Linked DNA regions of Xenopus laevis: region 2 is linked to region 1. Evidence: chromatin contacts called from public Hi-C data. All regions are on one chromosome and are shown on one strand. Each heading gives the region's core, a stretch centred on a gene start, on an enhancer-like site or on the middle of the called end of the contact. The rest is flanking DNA. Distances are from core to core; before and after follow the strand shown. Region 1 holds the start of dpp10.L (dipeptidyl-peptidase 10 (inactive) L homeolog). Region 2 holds the start of ddx18.L (DEAD-box helicase 18 L homeolog).

Region 1 (3,157 bases), core at 582-3,081:
CTTTGAGGCCAGGCCCGGACTGGTAATCTGTGGGTCCTGGCAAATGCCAGAGGGGCTGCGATAAGTTGCCATAGAAAGTCAGTATTTAGTGGGCTGGTGGGGGCTGTTTGGGCCTCTATATGGGCTGATTGGGCCTTTGTGTACCTGAAATGCCAGGGCCTATTTTAATTCTCAGTCCGGACCTGTTTGAGGCCACTGGGAGCAACATCCAAGGGGTTGGTGAGCAACATGTTGCTCACGAGCTACTGGTAAAAGGTTTAGTGAATGGGCCTTATTTATCAAACAGGGCTAAGTGCAAGGTCCAAAAAATAACACATGCTTTTTACACCTTTTTATATGTAGTATATGACCAGGAGTCAGATAGATAGATGATAGATAGATGGATGGATGGATGGATGGATAGATAGATAGATAGATAGATAGATAGATAGATAGATAGATAGATAGATGGATGGATGGATGGATGGATGGATGGATGGATGGATGGATGGATGGATGGATGGATGGATGGATGGATGGATGGATAGATGATAGATAGATAGATGGATGGATAGATGGATAGTGGGACTGGGGGTCCAGGGGCCCACCGGGACTGCTGTCCAGGGGCCCCTCAGACACCCCTGCTCCCTTGCTGCGCCGCGCTGTGTGCTCACTACCTTAATTTATATGCCAGTGTGCATGTGTAGACGGCTCCCGCAGGAGCTCATGCGCAGGCGGAGCGCCGCAGGCGCCCATGCGCATTTAGTTTTTTTTTTAAATACAATGATCGCGGGGGTCTGGCCCGGCGGGGGCCCATGAAGGGTCGGGGCCCACCGGGTTTTTTCCCGGTTTCCCGCCAGGCCAGTCCGACCCTGGATAGATAGATAGATAGATGAGAGATGGCAATTAGATGCTGATGAGAGAGAGAGAGAGAGAGAGAGAGAGGGTGGATGATAATTGATAGACAGACAGACAGATGAGAGAAAGACAGATAGAAAGATGATAGATGGATAGATAGATAGATAGATAGATAGATAGATAGATAGATAGATAGATAGATAGATAGATAGATAGATAGATAGATAGATAGATAGATAGATAGATAGATAGATAGATAGATAGATGATAGATAGATAGATATAGTTGATAGATTAGATAGATAGATAGATAGATAGATAGATAGATAGATAGATAGATAGATAGATAGATAGATAGATAGATAGATAGATCCTTAGATAGACGATAGAGAGAGAGATAGAAGATACATGAGAGTGTATATATGTTAGTGTGTGTGTATGTGTGAGTGAGTGAATGACACAAGTGTATGATGCCCCCGGTGCCCCTGCATTGCCAGGCTGCTGAACAGAGCCCAGGGTATGTAGCAGTGCCCCTTCTGCTTGCTGCCCATCGAATATTGCTGGTTGCCCCATTCATACAATTGCCAGTGCCCGGGGTATTGTGCTACAGTTCTCTGCCAATCACACAGGGTATTTTGTTATTGACCTCCCATCCCCCCCCCACCCCAAGTGATCACTGATACCCAGGAGATATTGCTGTTACCCCCCAACACCATGATTTGTATAAGAGGGGTGCTGCTGGCTGCCCACTGGTGTCTGTGGAGGGGGATAAGGCTCTTACCTGCTCCGGGGGGTTGGGGCCCCGACTGCCGCCCGACTGTTCCTTGCTGGCAGTCATTGTGATGTGGGGCTTATGGGTAAATGCAGCGGTCAGTGAGGGGCCCGGGGCAGAAAGAGCGGAGCAGGCAGAGCGGGCAGCATCCTGCGGAATAAGCCGAGCGGCTCCCTCTGTCTCCCGGACTCGCGCAGCGACTCGCACACACACACACCGACAGATTCGCACTCTGAGACACTGGTGGGAGAGATGCGGCTGCACCGAGCCCCTCCCTCCTGCCAGCCCACCCCCTGCACCCTCTCTACTATATACGCCTTATATGTGTGTATTTATATGTTATATACCCCCACTAACTGGGAGACTGCACAGGACTCCTCTTCTGTTTTAGCCTCCCTGTTTTCTATACCTACTATATATACTCCTTATACATCCCCCTCACACTGTCCCTGCCAGTACATCCCATACTGTGTAATGTATATCTTTACCTTATATACCCACACTCTGTCCTCTATATCCCCTGTACCTTATTTTCCCTACACACTGCCCTATATATTAGCCTGGTAATATACCCTACAGACTTTCCTATATATCCACAGGTACATTTAATATCCTACATTCTGTCCTATATATCACTCTGTATCTTATATATTCTACACTCTCACTTATTACCTTACGTTTATACTACTGTTTACCATACTGTATATATTCTACATTCAGCCCTATAAATCCCCTTGTACCTTATATATTATACACTCTCTACTGTATATCTGTGTGCCTTATATATCCTACACTCTGTCCTATATATTCTTCTGTATCTTGTATACCCTGCACTCTGTCTTATATATCCCAAAGTGCCTTATACAGTATATCCTACACTCTGTCTTACATATACAGTACCTCTGTATGTATATTTTCTACACCCTCTCCTATGTATCCCTCTGTACCATATACTGCATATTCTATACTATCTCCTGTATATCTGTGGCCTTAAATAGCATATACTCTCTCCTCCACATTCCTCTGTACATTATGTACCCTACACCCAGTCCTGTATATCCCTCTGCACCTTATAGATTGTGCACTCTCTATTCTGCACCTTATATTTTCTACCCTATACTCTCTCCGCCAGTACATTCCATACTCTGTCCTATATATCCTCATCTACCTTATATACCCTACACACTGTCCTATATATCCCCCTGTACATTATATATGTTACACTTTGTTCTACATATCCCTCTATACCTTTTATATCCTATAACGTCTCCTATATATCCCCAGGAAATAACATATCCTACAGTCTGTGCTTTATAACCACTATACATTATATAATCTGCACTCTATCCTACATATTCTCCTGTATATTATATATCGTATCAATCCCTTTGTTTCATACTGTATATATCCTACTCTCTCTACACAGTAGTAGCTATATTATACTCTGATCTATAATTGCCCTAGTATTTTAATATATAATATGTATTCACATAACTCATAAGAAACAAATACATTGCCCTAAAAGCAAAAAAGAGAGATTCTGTGAAGG
Region 2 (2,955 bases), core at 306-2,805, 130 kb before region 1:
CATGGTTCAAGAATTTCCATTCAAGCCTACCTGTAAGACCCATGGGCAAAGTCGGGCCATTTTCTTCTTCATCCTCTTTCTTTTCTACATGGTTCTCACATTTGGACTCTTGATCAGAAGCTTCAGGAGCCTCTTCCTCTTGCTTTGCTTTCTTTGCATCTAACAGAGACAATACAGAGAGAGGTAGTACAGGAAGAATCTGACACCCTGCAGGGATCTCTGACCCTTCTAACCTTTATGCTAATGCAGTGGTTCACCCCAAACTCATTGTAGTCCTGTGACTATTCCAGCCATTCTGGACTCTCTTTGCACATTTCTTTGGCAGCTGCACAGACAGACTAGGTTTACAGAAACAATACTGAACTCTAATAAGTATACAGTGTGCTGGCCCTGTATGATACATAAACATTTGTTCCATGAAAGGATTGAAACACAGCAGTGCCAATGACCATTTCACTGTGCAATACAGCCACAGCAATATATCATACATGTAACTAGTGGAAAACTCTCACCCCTACTAAAACTATTGCTAGATTTGGGGCAGTTATGGCAGGCAGTAGAGTTCCTTCTTTGAGTGTGTACGTGTTACCTGCATACAGATATATTTAGTATAAAAGTGTACCTGAATGAGCTGAAAGCGCTTAGAATAATGCATAGCAATTTGTTGTACCACTAGCACATGCAATTGTTGTCAAGTAATTTCATTGCAATGCCACAAACACACAAGCTTTGGCACCCCAGATCTTTCCTTATGTTTTGCTCAGCGAGTCTAACCAATCCCTTCTTGTGCTTCTGTGACAACCACCGGTGCCCAATTATATGAACTCCTACCTGCACCCTCAGCCTTGGCTACATTCTTCCTCTTCTTTTTCTTCTTGGCAGGGGGAGTCTGTGGGGTCTCCTCAACATCAGGGGCTAAGGGCTGCTGCATTTCCTCTGTCTTATCAGCCTCATTGCCTGCTTCTTGCTCTTCTGCAATTCCCTCCGCTTCCTCCTCACTTTTACTGGTCAATAATATAGCTGCAAAACAAATGGGAGAAGGTGACAGTGCCATTAACACAAGCGATAAATAGGAAGAAGCAGCACTTCTCATGTGAAATAAATGTTATGTACATTAGTGTGGGTGTGTTATTGTGTGTGTTATTGTGAGCAGACTCATCATACACATTTAGGCGTTATCACAGTGCCATGTGGGGGTGATTTGTCCATCACTGCCATCCTACAGAAAACCCCTCTCTGGAGTCGCCCCCCCGAATACTACTGACTGTAAAAGCCCTATGTGATGCTCATTAAGAAGTGACAGGCAGATCACGGCACAATAACGCCATCATACTTTGGTCTTACCCACCATCCCTTGCCTTTTTCTCATCACATTCGCTCCAACCGCGCACTCAAAGTCATATCAGCTTCCCCTCTCGGACAACTCGGTGCACAAGATCACTCCCCGGGACTCTTACCTTCCTTTTCCCGTCGCTCTCGGTTGCGGTTCCGGATCTTTTCGTTCTTTTTCTGAATTTTCCGCCGCAGCAGCTTCATCTGTAGATCCGCCATCTTGGGCACACGTGGGACAGACAGGAAATGTCCGGAAGCCTCCTACAGGCTGAGGAAGCCACGGCGATGCCGGATTGACTGACTGTGACGTCACTAGGGAGACCGGAGGCGGGGCTGGTGACATTTGAAGCAGGTCTACAAGCTCCTTTGTTTTTATCCTTTTACTTCCGCATTGGGAGTCTGTGCCTGTGGGGCACATTTTGGACACGGTAGTGCTTCCACCCAGTGGTCTATATATCCCACTCATGACTCTATCTATACCCGTGTCTATATGTGCCCGCTAAGAGTGCCCCGTTTCAGTAGTCACACTGCTGCTTATCTAGTGACGGCACTAGGGCACATTGTAAGAGGTATAGGGAATTAAAAGAGGGATACGGGTATTAGGGTTCTTTCAGGTTGTTAGAGTATTTGGGCTCTGGACACTTATGGCTTTCACAGACGCTACCAGTAATGTTGTTGGGGGAGGGATTGGCCTTTGGGAGATGCTCTTGACCCAATTCAGAAAAGGGGGTGACTAAGATTGGCCACTTTAAATTGGATGAGCAAACTTGCAGCTGGTCCCCCCTGTGGTGGTCCCTTGGTGCTAGGGTTGCCACCTTTTCTGGAAAAAAATACCAGCCTTCCTATATATTTATCTCTTTTCCCTATTAATAACATTGGGATCAATCATCATTTTTACTGGCCAGGCTGGTAAAATACCGGAAAGGTGGCAACCCTACTTAGTGCATCTCTGTACACCCCTTCCTCATGCACACTCAGCCTGGATTTGTGGGAAGGCCTGGGCCTAGGACTGGAAAATTGTAGGACCCTGCCATATCTGGTCCCTAACTGCTGCACATATTGGGGGTGTGTTAGGTTTTGACAGTTCTTTAAATCTCCCATGCACAAAGCCCCAGAGCTGGTGGAGTAGAAAGTGTGCATGCACTCGAGTGGGGGGATGGAGGAGAGTCGTCCAAAAAGTCGTCCAAAGTTGCCTCTGAAAAAAACTATGGGCAACTTTGTGATATGTTGGTTTTTACGTCGGCAACTGCCCTAGGGGTGCAGCAATATGAGGTCATTAAGTGTGCGGGTGGCTATTGTGCTCCTTCAGGGCAAGTCAACCCCAAAATAAAAATTTGCCAAATAAAAGAAAACATAGTCATATGAAAAAGTTTGGGAGCCCCTCTTAGCCTGCATAATAGGGATGGAATTTGGGATTCGGCCAGGTTTTGGCCTTTTTCAGCAGGATTCGGATTCGACCGAATCCTTTTGCCCAGCCGAACTGAATCCTAATTTGCATATGCAAATTAGGGGCGGGAGGGAAAACGCATGACTTTTTGTCACAAAACAAGGAAGTAAAAAATGTTTTCACCTTCCCACCCCTAATTTACATATGCAAATTATGATTCAGTTCTTTCATGAAGG

The links. A called contact is a pair of places that touch in the nucleus more often than the background predicts.
Region 2: a Hi-C map of animal cap shows a contact between it and region 1, with 6 times the contacts expected there. The contact joins the promoter of ddx18.L here to the promoter of dpp10.L in region 1. A contact is called at or near these places in 3 of 4 Hi-C or Micro-C datasets (the XL177 cell line, the XTC cell line and animal cap).

What each region holds. Positions count from the first base shown.
Region 1 is chr9_10L:55,307,354-55,310,510 of Xenopus_laevis_v10.1, reverse strand. dpp10.L (dipeptidyl-peptidase 10 (inactive) L homeolog) reads right to left here and starts at 1,831. Exons shown (of 26, transcript NM_001091635.1): 1 at 1,618-1,831. The coding sequence starts at 1,674.
Region 2 is chr9_10L:55,435,635-55,438,589 of Xenopus_laevis_v10.1, reverse strand. It overlaps ddx18.L (DEAD-box helicase 18 L homeolog), which reads right to left and starts at 1,555. Exons shown (of 14, transcript NM_001091275.1): 1 at 1,458-1,555; 2 at 832-1,020; 3 at 31-159. The coding sequence starts at 1,551. LOC121398301 (a long non-coding RNA gene) reads left to right here and starts at 1,566. Exons shown (of 2, transcript XR_005964230.1): 1 at 1,566-1,684.